2 separate regions of the Mus musculus genome follow, and region 2 is linked to region 1. The links are chromatin contacts, called in public promoter capture Hi-C maps. All regions are on one chromosome and are shown on one strand. Each heading gives the region's core, a stretch centred on a gene start, on an enhancer-like site or on the middle of the called end of the contact. The rest is flanking DNA. Distances are from core to core; before and after follow the strand shown. Region 1 holds the start of Ano2 (anoctamin 2). Region 2 overlaps Ano2 (anoctamin 2).

Region 1 (7,234 bases), core at 2,772-5,271:
AGAACTGTGCATTTTCTTACCTCAGCCCAGTTAGTGAACAAAACAAAACAGATCAGTGAAACAAGTCGGAGAGCAGAGAAAAGATTGAAAAGCATTTAGCAAGCCTCAAGGACTCCCGGGACAGGATCGACCAGCCCAGCATACACATGGTGAGAGTTCCAGAAGAAGAAGAGAAAGAAGGGGGGACACCAAACACACTGCAGAACTGTGATCGAATCGTCATCACGTTGACAAATATAGTAACTTCTAGATCTCAGGATTTCAGCAAAGTTACCAAAAAAAAAAAAATGTACAAAGAAAACTAGAGCTGCGGGCATCACAGTTGAACTACTGGAAAAGTGGAAACCAAAGCTTATACAACTCACCGGGCTGAACGAGGCCTCACCTGAATGAGAACTAAAGTAGGAACTAAGGCTTGCTTCCCATCCAAAAGCTGCCAATCAGTCAGGGGACTCCTGTGAACTAACAAGGGAAAGCTAATTCTTATCATCCAGCCAAATGAGATAGCCTTCAAAACAGTGAACTGTAGACTCGGTTCAGCAAAACACATGCTGAGAGGATCTGTCACTGGCACAATGACACCCCATGAGGGACTAAGAATGGTCTTGGGGCTGAGAGGAGAGGTCAATCAATGGGTGGAAACCTGAATGAGAACAATCCCTGCTGGGTGTAGTAGTGTATGTTTGTAATCCCAGCACTGAGATAAGACAGTGCACACCTGATAACAGCCTGGACTACACAGCGAGTTTTAATAGTAAGACACTATCTCTAACAATGGGGGGGGAAATAAGTAGTTCCTGAGGAACGCGTCTGTCATATGAGAAACTGAGAGCCACTGGTCTACATGGAATATTAAATGGAGTTTCCTATAGACTATATACTTCCTTTCCAACTAGAGATTTGGCCACTTAGTCCATGAATCGTATAAACCTAATGGTTTACAATCAGCCATTTTAAACAAGTAACAGAAAGGGCCTGGAGAAATAGCTCAGCAGTTAAAAGCACTAGCTGCAATTCCAGAGGACCCAAGTTCAATCCCAGAACTCACATGGCGGGGATCTAATGACCCCCCCCCCAAGTCCCCACAGACACCATACATGCACATGGTACACAGATATACATGCAGGCAAAGCACTCGTACACATGAATAAAATAAAATTTAACAAAGCAGACTGGTAAGATAAGAATAAAACAGAAACATCTTCTATTTTAAATTATCAGAAGCCACCCAATAACTATCCATGAATAATACTCTCTAAAACCTACTAATGGGTGTTAGAGATTTGGCTCAGCAGTAGAGCTTAGCAGGTGGAAGGCCTTGGGTTTTGTCCCCAGCATTGCAAAATAAAATAATAAAATAAAATAAAATCTATTACTAAAACTACAGCTCTTTATATTGGGCAACATCTTATATAAGCATCGATACAAAGTGTTTTAAGGCAGATCCTTGATATAATCTCTACGCTGATCTTAAACTCATAGTTCCTCTGCTTCAGCCTCTGGGTGCTGGGATTATAGGCATATGCTATCAGACCCAGCTTATAACATTCGTTTTAAAGTTTAATGCTGGTCTCCTTTTATAGACAGCGAGGGCCATGTGACTTACTTCCTTTTCTGACTTGTCAGAAAGTTCATACATTTTTCTCAATGACAGTAGCTATTCTTAGTCTAGCCAAGTATATAGCCCTAGCCTGTCTGGCCTTAAGCCCCTTAAATAAACTACCCATGCTGATTTCAGGTCAGAAGCAGTGCCAGGAAGCAGCCCTCCCTGCAATATGACCACAGCATTTGACTAACCCCCTTGCAATACCAATACCCACTGTAGCAGCCCCAGCCTCATCTGCATCTCCCATTCTCCACTACTGACATCCACACTCCCTGCTAATGACTTCTTTTAAATAGAACAAAAGCAATAAGGTGAGTTGGTGGGGGAGATCTGTGGTCCAAGAGCAGCTTCATCCTTCAATGACAGAGTCTGGTGAGCGAGTGATCACAGGCATGGTCCTTAGCTACTCTGAACATCAGGTTTGCCTTCTGTGAAGTGAGCTGAGTACTGACCCACACACACCCCCAGAGCTATTATGTCAGTCATCTGCTAGTTTGGGGTACGTTGGAGTGCTTGATAAAGAATAGCCTTCATTTTCCTTTGGATACAAGAACATTTGGCCTCAGATGTAAGACACAATGTCAGACTCATCCTTACCACTTACCCCAACCCTATCCCTGACCCTGACCCTGACCCTGACCTCCTGATCACACTGCTCCAGCCACTGGCTGCCCCTTGGTCCTTGGACAACCCCATCACTTTCATGCCATGAGTCCTATGATCTCTTTGCTAACCATTCTCTAGGTATCTCCATGTTACCTATTTAGAGAGGTCCTCCTTAACCACCTGGCCACAAGTAAAGACCAGCAGAGATGGAAGCTCTTTTGTACCAGCCCCTCCCCCCAATCTCGAGCTGTCAAATTCATGGTTTCCCTGTGCTCTAGACATCTCATGTGCAGGATGGGATAGAAGGCTTCTCTCATCCGGCAGAAATGAGCCACTGAATAGATGGGATTAAAAAAAAAATCAGATCCTCAGAAAATAAGAGAAGAGCTGGACCTGGGTTGGTGTCTGGAACCCACCCCCAACCCCCGTTCAACCTCTTCAATCAGCTACCACTGTGGTGCTAAGACACATAGAGGCAACCAGGGGACAGAAGAGGCTGCTGAACAGGGCCTTCCTGGGGCTTCAGAGACCAGCATGGCAGTGCCTGGCAGAACAGTAACAGAACCACATGGGCCCTTGATGTCTAGCAGCTGGTGCAGAGTGACCCTGAGGTTCCTTGAGGGGACTGGTGTCAGGTCTCAAAATTCAGACAGGTGAAGGGATCAAAGAGTGTCACTGTCATCTTAAGAAACAGTTTCTACAACTCTAATACATACACACTCATTCACTCACACACACACTCATTCACACATATACATACACACACTTATATATACACACATACATATACACACATACATATACACACTCATACACACACATATACATACTTATACACACAGTCATATACACACATACTCATACACACATATACATACATACTCATACACAAGAACATAAACACATATACTCACATGTGTACACATATACACATATGTACATACTCATACACACATCTTGTCTAAGATTCTCCTACCACCTGCCACTTGCCTGTGGGCTAACGTCTGACCATCCTCAGTAGGACCTCCCTCCCTGGCCAGGGCCCACATAATCCCTGGAAATATCTGTTTGTAGGACTATGACTAACACTTGCCTGCAAATCCCTTCACCTTGTTCACTCCCAAGCCACAGGCACCTCTCATTCCAACTCCAACAACAAAATAGCCAGCAACTCCCACCCCAAGCAAAGACAAGCTCCCAATAGATCTGATTTTCAAGGCACAGTAAAATAACATCCTTGGTGCCCCCAAACCTTACCTCAGTCTGCCTTTCTTCTAAAAAAAACACTTGTGAAAATGTCATACCTGTACTTGCCTGCACCCAAGGAAAGTGGCTCGTGTCAGAGGCCACAGGGATGCTGTGTCCTCAGTGCACTGTCAGATCAACCTGGCTACGGTCTTACTTACCCTCAGATTATATGTAGCAAGGAGAAGCAAAGTAGAACTGGTGACCAGCCACTGAGAGGGGACACCAGCCCTCTGCCACTTGTCCCCTCCTTGATAAAATATGTAAATAAAAATAAGACTTTAGAGAATTACTCAGGCACCCTCACCTTCCCTACCTCAGGGAAGTCCACTTGACGTCACTCATCCCAAAGAACAGGTGTTAGAATCCCTTCTCTTCCACATCTTCCTTCAATTAGTGGGATGCTGAGAGCCAGGGTCCTGGGGAGGGGAAACTTACCTCGCAGCCCAGGGGCCGCCATGGTGCTGGTCCCCAGATGCCAAGCCCCTTGGCTGCCCTCGCTCCACTCTGGATAGGCTTATGTGGCTGCCAGGGAGTTAATTCCATCGCGGCTCAGCTCTGTCTGGACGTGCCCGCCCCTCGCCAGCGGCTGCCACCTCCTCCAATCCATCCCTCTCCCTGGGCAGTTCCCTGCGCTCCTCCTTCGCAGAGACTAGCCCAACTTCCAGAAAGGATCCCTTTCTCAGGTGCAGCCAGAGACACGCTGGGGTCATGCATGGGCTGCGGGCCAGGGAGTAAATGCTGCTGGCGCTCCTCCACTCCACTCAGGAGCCTGAGTGAGCGCCACACAGCCGGGCTCGCCTGTGATAATTCAGCCGGATTATCTCATGAACTGCCTGGCTGATTAGTTTCCAGTCCCCAGCGAAGCCTCCTTCCTGTGGCACCAGTCTGCCGGCTATAGCCCTGAGTAGTAGTAGGGACTTAAACAGCAAGATGAGGCTACTCCGGTCTGGAGGGGGTGGGGGGAAACATGCAGCCCCGAGTGTACACAAGGACAAGGGGCAGAGGGGAGAGGGCATGTGTTAATTTGAGCTTCCCCAGGAGACTCTAGGGCAGTGAGGAGTGTGCCTAGAATTTAAAAGCTGTGAGACAAGAGTGGTGTGTGCTTTCCTAGAGTGGCTTAGGGACCTGACCATGGACAGAGGAGGGGTGAAGAGAAAGCCTCCAAAGGGCCATTTCCAGGATGTGAGCTACATTCCAAGATGCCAGAAGCAAATGACGCTCCTTGATGTTATGCCTCCTCCTCGGTGGGAAAGCATTACATCAGCATCAAGTACGCTGTTTGTGATCGCTGAATCTGAGAGATGTCTGTCCCCTGTTTTACAGAAGACAGTGGCAGAAACCCAACCAAATGGAAAGAAAACAGAAAGCATCGTGGTCCAGCCTCGAGGATTAATGGCTGGTGTCTATCTAAACCTCTTGACTTCGGGAGTCTCTCAAGTGCTTTGCTTTGCCCAGCATTCATACTTCAGTCTCAGCCTCCAGTCTATGAGGCAGTGACTTCCATTTATCCATTTCACACATGAAGCGTCCACAGTCTGTGTGCCCCAGGTTCCAAAGCGGGCTGCCTGCTCTGGTGTCCCAGCTCAGAACACCTTGCAGTTTCGCATCTCCCTCTTTTTCCCTTCGTTCTCCTTCCTTCACCTGCTTCCTGCTTCCAGGGACCCTTCTCCATGTCATCTCCACTCCTAAATTACTAAAAAGGCACTCGCCTGCTATCCATCCCTCTTCCATCCTCCCACAAGGAGTTTTTCCATGACACCCCCTAAAACATGTTTAAGGGCTACCCTAGTTACTTTTCTGTTGTTTGTTTTGTTGTGGTGGTTGTTGTTGTTGTTGCTGCTGCTGCTGCTGCTGCTGCTGCTGCTGCTGCTGCTGCTGCTGCTATTTTAAAGCAGCTGGGGAAGAAAAAGTTTATTGAACATACATAAACTTCCAGGTCACAGTCCATCATTGAGGGAAGTCAGGGCAGACACTGAAGGCAAAAACCCCAGACACAAGAACCATGGAGGAACACTGTTCCAGGCTCTCTCTAGTTCAATTCAGCTCTGTGAAGACCCAGCTGCTGGGGATAGTGTTACCCACAGTGGGCTGGGCCTTCTGACATCAGGCATCAATCCAGACAGTCCCCAGCAGACAGAACCACAAGCCAATCTTACTTGGGCCATCCCTCAATTAAGAGTGCCTCAGATGACTCTAGGCTATGATAAGTTGTCAGGTGAAGCTAAGACTCTGTCTCATTTGGTCTAAAGGTGACCATAAAAATAGGGTCCTTAGTATCAAGGGCAGACTCTGCCCTTAGGAAACCTTTAGGTAAAGGAACACAGACATGCACAGAGACATACATGTGCACTAGTTTTTGTCAACCTGACACAAGCTAGAGTCATCTGGGAAGAGAGAACCTTAATTGAAGGATTGCCTCCAGAAGATTGCCTTTAAGAAAAATCTGTGGGGCGTTTTCTTCATAAATGATTGATGTGAGAGGGTCCAGCCCACTGTGGGAGGTGCCAATCCTAGGCAGGTAGTGTTGGCTTCTTGAAGAAAACAGGCTGAACAAGCCATGGGAAGCAAGCCAGTAAGCAGCGCCCCTCTGTGTGCTATATAATCAGCTCCTACCCAAAGGTTCCCAACTTGCGTTCTTGCCCTGAACTCCCTTCATGATAGACTATGAGCTGTAAGCTGAACTAAAAACCCTTTCTTGGGGAGCTGTTTGATCCCAGCAATAAAAAGCAAAGTAGGGCCGCCCACCTGACCCTCTTCCTGTGTTTTTAATTGGAAGATGGCTTTCTTGACTTGGCTTTTGTGTGTGAAATAGCACAAGAGAATAGTCATTCAGCCACCAAGGGCAGATCACAAGAAAACTAGCCAGCTGTCCTTGTTCTCAGGTAATGTTAAGTGATCAGTCAGGAGAGTGACAGCCAATTCCGTGTCCCTGGATCTGGTTTCCTCCAGAGGCTGACCTTAGCAATGACTCAAAGTTAGGAAGCAGGGGGGATGTGGAGAAATGACAGCCTTTGAATTATTAAGGAGATATATAAAACATTCATCTATGCTTCCTTCCCTCTGTCTACCCCACTCAGTTCTCTGCCAAACCTAGGCATCATCATGGCCTGTGCCCTGTGACAGAGCTTCTTGTGCAGTTTGCTCTAGGCAGTGGCAGGTGGCAAAAAACCTGGAGATGTAGCAGTCACTGAGCCCCATGTGAATGACGGAAGATGGCCAGCAACTGTGGTGCTCTGCGCTGAGTGGCCCGAGAGTTCTTGTCTAGCTGTAAGGCACTGGGGTTTTGAACAGGGACCTGCCATTCAGACACTGCTTGACCTTTGCAAGCCATTTGACTTCTCTGGGCCATTTTCATTATCCGTACATGGGTCAGAGAGAGAAGACAGACTAGATGTCTAAATCTTTTCTGACTCCATCGTCTAGGACTTTTGATGAGGTAAATATGTGAAAAGACTTGGGATGAACATTGGTACCCATCAAACCCCCAGAACATATCCAGGACATCCCCTTCGTCTTCGCAGCTTTATTCTCCCTCCCAGCTAGAATCCTTCCCTTCCTACCGCACAGTGTGCACGCTCTTCCAAAACATTTCCAAGAAAGACCACCTGTACCCGAGGGTGATGGTTCTGCATAGGGATTCAGGAACTAGACGCTGCTTTGTGTTAACTCTGCCCTTCCACTAAGGATGGCTGGAGCAGGAAGGGCCTTGGCAGCTGGCAAAAAGCGAAAAACACAGAGCATCTCAGCCACAGGGATGCAGGAGATGCCCAGCAC
Region 2 (7,449 bases), core at 90-2,589, 160 kb before region 1:
TAGATCTGAAGTATTTCCGCGTGGTTCAGGCACTGAAGTCTTCATCTCCAGCCCATAGTAATATTGGGGGGCTTTAGGAGTTGAGGCCTAGAGGGTGGTCTTTGGGACACTGGGGGTAGTGTACTCTCAAATGAGATTGTAGGGCCTCTGTCTCCTTATTTTCTCATTATCTTAGGATTTGGTTATTATAATAGAAAGTAAATACTTGAATGTAACTCAAAAAAAAATCATACTACATGGAAAGGCACCTTTGTTCCGAAACACAGTGCTTAAAATGAAGGAAGATAATATGATCGTTGGACACAGTTGGCTGATCGATCGGTTATTGGGAGCTAAACTGACTCTATTCACCCTACTAGGAAGACCATACTAAGAAGTCTTTGCAATGGTAATCTAAACCTTTCTCTTTTGCTCATCATCTGGAGAGTGAAATCTACTTAGGTAAATCAGCCAGGTGTTTAACTCAAAAGGCAAACATAACAAATTTCTGTTTTTAAAGGCTGTACTTTTGATCAGATTTACAGTAGTAGGCATGGATTTCCTCCCATGGAACAGACCCCAAAAGCGATCATAAAGTAGTTGGTTCTCTCATAGTAGTCATGGCACTCTTGTATCAGTGCCTATCAGTACAGCATTCGGGCTCCAGCACTGCGTAAGATCACTGATCCATCTCCTTTCCAGGAAGCTTGAGTGGCACTTTCTGGCAGAACGAAAGCCAGCCAGTCAGCAGAGAGGACAGCTCCCTGTGGGCTAGAGCTTGATTTCTCTGTGTTCTGAAGCCATCATGTTTGGTGTCTTCAACAACAGTGTTTGTTACATAATTCTAGCAGGTAACCTACTGTCGTTATTTTGCTAAATGATCTTTTCAAGCAGCCTACTAGTTACATTTATACTCACAGACCTAGGCTATTCTCAACCTTGGTTAGAGACCTTTCTTTGTGCAGTGGGTAGCAATCAATGCTAAGCAGTCAGTGCCAAGATTCATAATTGATAAAAGTGTTAAAGAATCAATGACCCTTGAGTGCACATCCCTAATAGGACATTGTTATCAGCTCTTCACCTCCACCAAAGTTCATGGACTATCACTGAAGAAGATGCAGAAAGAAAGAGTCTGAGGATGGGGAGGACGTCTATAAACTACTGTCTTCTGGATGTACCATGTCCACTGCACTGATGAACTCATTGGAACCGTGGTTACCTACACAAGACCTGCACAAGATCAAGTCATCTAAAATTCCTGCATGGATGTGGGGGGGAGGGAGCCATAAGGCCGTGCTCATAACTGAGGAGCTATTTGAAGTTAATAGTTGCTGGGAGAAGGAGAATCATTCTTCATTGGGGTGTGCCTACAGATAAATTGGCCATACGCCAATGGATGGCAGACACCACACCCACTCACGTATGTTCAGTACTAGTTGGGCTTTGTATTTTTTTTTTTTTAAAGAAGAGGAGGATATTTCATTGGAATAAAAATGTGTCATTGGTATCTGGGTGTGTTAAGAAGGAAAATGGGGGCAGATATGATTACATTCATTTGACATTAAATTCTCAAAACTAAATTAAAAACAAAGTAAAATAAATGAACTATTTTATTATTTAAAAAGTGGGGCAGTTTGTCTACTTTCATGGTGAAATATGATAGTAAATTTGAATCTTTGTTTTATAGACATCGTTCTCCAAACGAAAGATGACATACTCTGGTATTTAAAAATATATGTTAGAATATCGTGGGTTCTTTCTTATATAATTTAATGTGAGAACATAAACATCATGTGCCACATTTGCTTAAAAAGGAATGCATTTGTCTTTATGAAGGGAGTTTTATATAAGATTGTCACTGAATTTAATCGTGTAATATCCAAATACATAACATTTCTACTTAAAGTCACATCCTCATAATATTCACACAATGTCCAAGGAGTCAGCCTCACTTTGGAAATGAAGTCCATGGGGATCCAGGGGACCCTTGTCCATATTCTTTGTGTCACAGAGCCTCACATCCACAGGCTGCACCAAGTGGCTCTCTGGGCTCTTTGACCTTTAGCTTGGCCAAGGAATTAGACAGTGAGGCCTTAATCATTTCCAGCTCTCTAGCTAAAAAGGAGCCAGTGTAACAGCTCCAACTGGGGGGTCATTTTAATCACCTGAGCATAGCTTCCTTTGGATTGTATATGCCTCCCTCTTCGTGCCCCTGAAGAAGCAGGGGTGCTAACTAACCATCTCCCTGTTTGCTGCTCTTTAGAGCACACTTTCCATCCCCTATTGGTTTTTACTGTCCTCAACTATCCTTATGTCAGGACCCCAATAGCACACAGTTCAAGTATCAAACATAAAATGTTATGAATGGAGTTGAAAGTTAGATCTCCTATAATTCTGTTCTTTTATAGAGTAAAGGAGCGTAGGTAAGGGATATTACAAGAGTTGTCAAAAATCACCACCAACAAGGCAGATCAACAAGGCAATGCCACAAACAGAAACCTAATCTTATGAGATAATAATAATAATAATATAATAATAATAATATATTAGCACCATCATTGCACCAGCAACAGCAATAGCAGCACCAGTTACAAAAAAATTGGGGGACAGATTTCAAAATTCAAAGTTCTTTAGCATGAGGATCCACAACTTGACCCTTATTTGGCAGATGGAGATATCAAAGCTAAGTAAATTTTCATCTAAGACAAGATTATTGACCATTATATCAGGAGTAGGAAAAGTCACCAAGGTTTGTTCCTTAGTGTGCACAAGATAAATTCCAGCTGCCTTCACACCCCTGGCTGAGTGCTTCACTTGGTATACAACCTTCACAGTACTTTCATACTGGCCTGGTTCAAATTCCCCAACAAATTAGTGACTCTGTTCAACAAAATGACCCTACCTTCTTGAATTTTTTTTTAATTTTTATTAGGTATTTTCCTCATTTACATTTCCAATGCTATCCCAAAAGTCCCCCATACCCACCCCCCACTCCCCTACCCACCCACTCCCCCTTTTTGGCCCTGGCGTTCCCCTATACTGGGGCAGATAAAGTTTGCATGACCAATGGGCCTCTCTTTGCAGTGATGGCCGACTAGGCCATCTTTTGATACATATGCAGCTAGAGTCAAGAGCTCCGGGGTACTGGTTAGTTCATAATGTTGTTCCACCTATAGGGTTGCAGATCCATTTAGCTCCTTGGGTACTTTCTCTAAGTCCTCCATTGGGGGCCCTGTGATCCATCCAATAGCTGACTGTGAGCATCCACTTCTGTGTTTGCTAGGCCCCGGCATAGTCTCACAAGAGACAGCTATATCTGGGTCCTTTCAGCAAAATCTTGCTAAGGTATGCAATGGTGTCAGCGTTTGGAAGCTGATTATGGGATGGATCCCCGGATATGGCAATCACTAGATGGTCCATCCTTTCGTCACAGCTCCAAATTTTGTCTCTGTAACTCCTTCCATGGGTGTTTTGTTCCCAATTCTAAGAAGGGGCAAAGTGTCAACAGTTTGGTCTTCGTTCTTGAGTTTCATACGTTTAGCAAATTGTATCTTATATCTTGGGTATCCTAAGTTTCTGGGCTAATATCCACTTATCAGTGAGAACATATTGTGTGAGTTCCTTTGTGATTGGGTTACCTCACTCAGGATGATGCCCTCCAGGTCCATCCATTTGCCTAGGAATTTCATAAATTCATTCTTTTTAATAGCTGAGTAGTACTCCATTGTGTAAATGTACCACATTTTCTGCATCCATTCCTCTGTTGCAAATTCAATAGAACAGCATATGAAAGTGCTCAGGCAGAAGATTCCTGTCTGCCCTCAAGCCAGCATGCCTTTGTGTGTTCCACACTTCACAACTTCCTGAGGGGAAAGTGGGCCAGAAGAGAATGAAGAATCATCTGACTTTGCCTCTACTGGATGTAAGGGGTGAAAGTTAGAACATGAACCCTTTCCTGTTGGGGTGTGTTGTGTGAAGGTGTGTCTCTGCATATTTCATTGTTAATTCTGTACCAGCAAAGAGCTAAATACTGGCAAGATTTTGATGTGATTTTTATGACCCATCCCTGGGGGCCTCATATTTTGTAAATATACATTCTTCTTCTCTAGCCCAGGGGCGATCTAAAGTTCTATCTGATTGGCCAATAGCTGAGCAGGAAGTGGAGGGCAGAACTTCTGAGAGAGAGATGCTGGGTAAAGAATTGAGACAGAGAACTGGGAGAGAGACACAGAGGGAACAGGCCAGACCGCAGTAGATCAGAGAAGGCATAGAGCTAGCCCCACTGCAGGCTATGACAAGAGAGCCAGATTGTTTAGAGTAGCTGGGCGACTGCCCTATCTGAAAGGCCAAAGCTGTAAAATATTTAAAAGCCTCTGTGTCATTATTCATACCACTCATAGGGCAGAGAAACTCCTATTACACTTTCCCCTTACATAAAGAGGAAGGGGATTCTTCAGTGTTCTCATGGGAGAAGACAGATCTATATCAGGACAAGTAACAACATTACCAAAGAGGAAGTTATGTCTGAAGGTCAAGTACTGATGGATATGGTTGCTACCCAAAGCTCCCAGGGAGGCTGGTCACAAAGTTTTCCTGTAGCACTGACTCCTTGCTTTCCTGTGGGAAGGCTGAGTCTGAGGCAGCACCCACCATACCTCCCCAGGTCCATGGTGCTCTTCTCCAAGAAGAAGCAGGCTCTCTCTACTGTGACCTCAGAAGCTCAGCTCATCCCCGTGTTCATCTGCTGGAGTTGCAACTGAGCCACATCCTGTTCTGTGCTGTTCACTTCTCACCTGAAAAACCATCCTCCCACCCCCTACCCCGGCCAGGCTGTGCTTCTCTTTGTCCCGAATGCATTCACCTCTCCTCTACTGAGCAAGAGAAGGGAACTTTAACTGAGCACCCTCAGTTCTTCCTATACCCTAGGAGAACTAAATCCCCACCTAGTCACTAGAGAGAAGCCTACCAAGGGGTCCATTGCAGGAATGGGGGGGGAGGTGATAGGTTTAAATACAGTCAAAGTACATGATCTATCAATGCCATTGGGAAATATAACATTTGTAAAATAAAAAATTTAAAAAGCGGAAGAAAATGTTCTGCCAAACTTCAATTCAAAACAATCCGGCTAGAAAAAAAATAATATTAAAAGACTCCAGCCAGGTATGGTGGCACATCTCTTTAATCCCAGCACTTTGGTGTCAGAGGCAAGAGGATCTCTGTACGTTCAAGGCCAGCCTGGTCTACAAAGTGAGTTACAAACCAACAAGGGCTACATAAATCTCAAAAATAAATTTTAAAAAAAGTTAATTCTAAACCAAAACTCAAAGAAGCTAAATCTTTTGCTACAGGCTTTGCTCCCTACTATGTGTACATCCTGGTTTCTAGCCAGGGACCATCTAAGAGCCTTTGCTCCCCAATCTCATTCTATTGTTTTGCCAATGGCCTGCCCCGCTGCCAGCTCTACCACTAGAACGTCACTAATGAGGAAGAGCATCAGAGCAGGGCAATGAAATGGATCCCATATGACAGGAACAATTTCCCAATCTCTTCTTAACCCAAAAGGTCATGTATGCTCACATGAGTCATGTTAACAATCATGGAAGACTAAAGATGAGGCACTCCCAAGTTGTCCAAATTGTTTTTCCAAATAGTTAGATACATTTTCCTGTGCATCATAAATCTCTTCTTGGGGAGTTTTCTCAGAGTAGTTTTTTCCCTATGATTTGCATGGTGACCCCTGTATGCTGCCAAGACTATGCAATTCCTTTCTCAGAAGGTCCACACCTACTATCGGATTTGATGAGACAATTAGTAAATAAATGAGTAGGGGAACTGTGCCAAACGCTTTAAAAGCAGCTTTAAATGCTGTCAATACAAAGCCCATCTTGACACCCTGACTACAACTAAAGATGCTGATGGGGGCTCATCAACGCCTCTTATATCTCAATTCGCCCTTCCTACCCATTCCTTCCCTCTGACTAGTCATGATGGTCAACATATATGTGTCTTCAAACCTCACCTGCCATGTTCTTGAATTTACTTTCTTCTCATTGTCTTATCGTGACTATCAATAATACTGAAAATTTTCACAGAGCTCTTAATTGACAAAGATCTCTTTACACACCAATTGCAATCTTCTAAGCCTCTCTTTGGAAAAAAAAAAAAAAACAACAAAAGTCATGCATATTGAACAGGTGGCCTACATCAAGCAACTGTGATGGAAGACAACTGGGATTTCTCCCATAATTCCAACCCCATCACTGTGGGCTCTTTAAACTCAACTGCCCTCTTGATTCCCTCTTGTCCCCCAGTCCCTATCTATGCATCCTTTGATACCTTCACAGACATTGCCCTAGGACTCTGTCCTTTCCCAGTCACTAGTCAGGGCACAAATGAGTGAGTAGCTACTGAGTAGAACTGCGATGCACAGAGACCAAGCCTCGGCAGAGCCGTTGCAAGGATTGTTAGGGAGACAGCCTTCTGATGGCAGGGGATTCCTCACAGGTTTGATTGGTAGAAGAATCTATATGCAAGTAACCTTGACTTTCAGAACAATGGCCAGCATGTTCTACTTTAAAGACCAGGAGATCAAAAGTAACTTTGTTCTGGGTCCCAGTATCTTCCTCTTGGCAATAGAACTTTAACATATCTGAGGCATTAAGTCAAAGCTACCTGTTTTCAGATCCATGGCACAGCTCCATAAAGTGACAAGAACCATCCAGGCTTGGAGAGGGGTTCTTAGAGAAAGGGTGTCTGGGAGTACTGAAAACAAACGACTCGAAGTCAAATTGTGGGCCCAACTTGTGTTCTGCTGGAGATAGCTTTCCAGCTGGCTTTCTCTCTGTTCTGCTTTCTCTGGAGGTCTCAGTGCTCTCCTTATGATGCGGTTCTCCAAGCAGTTCTCTCTTACTATTTGTAATAGTTTGTATATCCTCGAACCAGAGAGTGGCATCATCTGAAGGTGTGGCCTTGTTGGAATAGGTGTGACCTGGTTGGAATGGGTGTGTCACTGTGGGTGTGGGTATAAGATCCTCACCCCAGTTGCCTGGAAGTCCATCTTCCACTAGCAGCCTTTGGATGAAGACATAGAACTCTCAGCTCTGCCTGTGCTATGCCTGCCTGGATGCTGCCATGCTCCCTCTTTGATGATAATGGACTGAACCTCTGAACCTGTAAGCCAGCCCCAATTAAATGTTGTTTTTTATAAAACTTGCCTTGGTCATGGTGTCTGTTCACAGCAGTAAAACCCTAACTAAGACAAATTGGTACCAGCAGAGTGGGGTATTCCTGTGACAACCTGACCATGTTTTGGGGAGGACTGTGGATGGACTTTGGAACTTTGGGCTTGAAGATCCATCCGTTGTTAAGAGCTCTGTCGGATGTTGTGTAGGAGCTTGGAAGATAATGTTGAGAACAGTGCAGAAGATGGAGGCCTGGCTTGTGAAATTTCAGAGGGAAAATTAAAGACTC

The links. Promoter capture Hi-C pulls out the DNA fragments that hold promoters and counts their contacts.
Region 2: a contact with region 1 is called in a promoter capture Hi-C map of hippocampal neurons, with 2.0 times the contacts expected there. The contact joins the enhancer-like site here to the promoter of Ano2 in region 1. A contact is called at or near these places in 4 of 39 promoter capture datasets (hippocampal neurons, second pharyngeal arch cranial neural crest, stem cell-derived epiblast-like cells and 1 more), 1 of 115 datasets of contacts at active chromatin or transcription factors (embryonic stem cells) and 1 of 9 other capture datasets (embryonic stem cells).

The regions. Positions count from the first base shown.
Region 1 is chr6:125,687,406-125,694,639 of GRCm38.p6, reverse strand. It overlaps Ano2 (anoctamin 2), which reads right to left and starts at 4,021. Exons shown (of 25, transcript NM_001364562.1): 1 at 3,896-4,021. The coding sequence starts at 3,917.
Region 2 is chr6:125,845,306-125,852,754 of GRCm38.p6, reverse strand. All of the region lies in intron 10 of Ano2 (anoctamin 2), which reads right to left. Among named protein-coding and RNA genes, the nearest start is that of Gm24947, 35 kb to the left of the region's middle. Within about 2 kb of position 1,339, at least 1 of the 459 cell types and tissues checked has an H3K27ac peak or open chromatin away from gene starts, as enhancers often do. A contact at or near this core is called in hippocampal neurons, where this site is marked.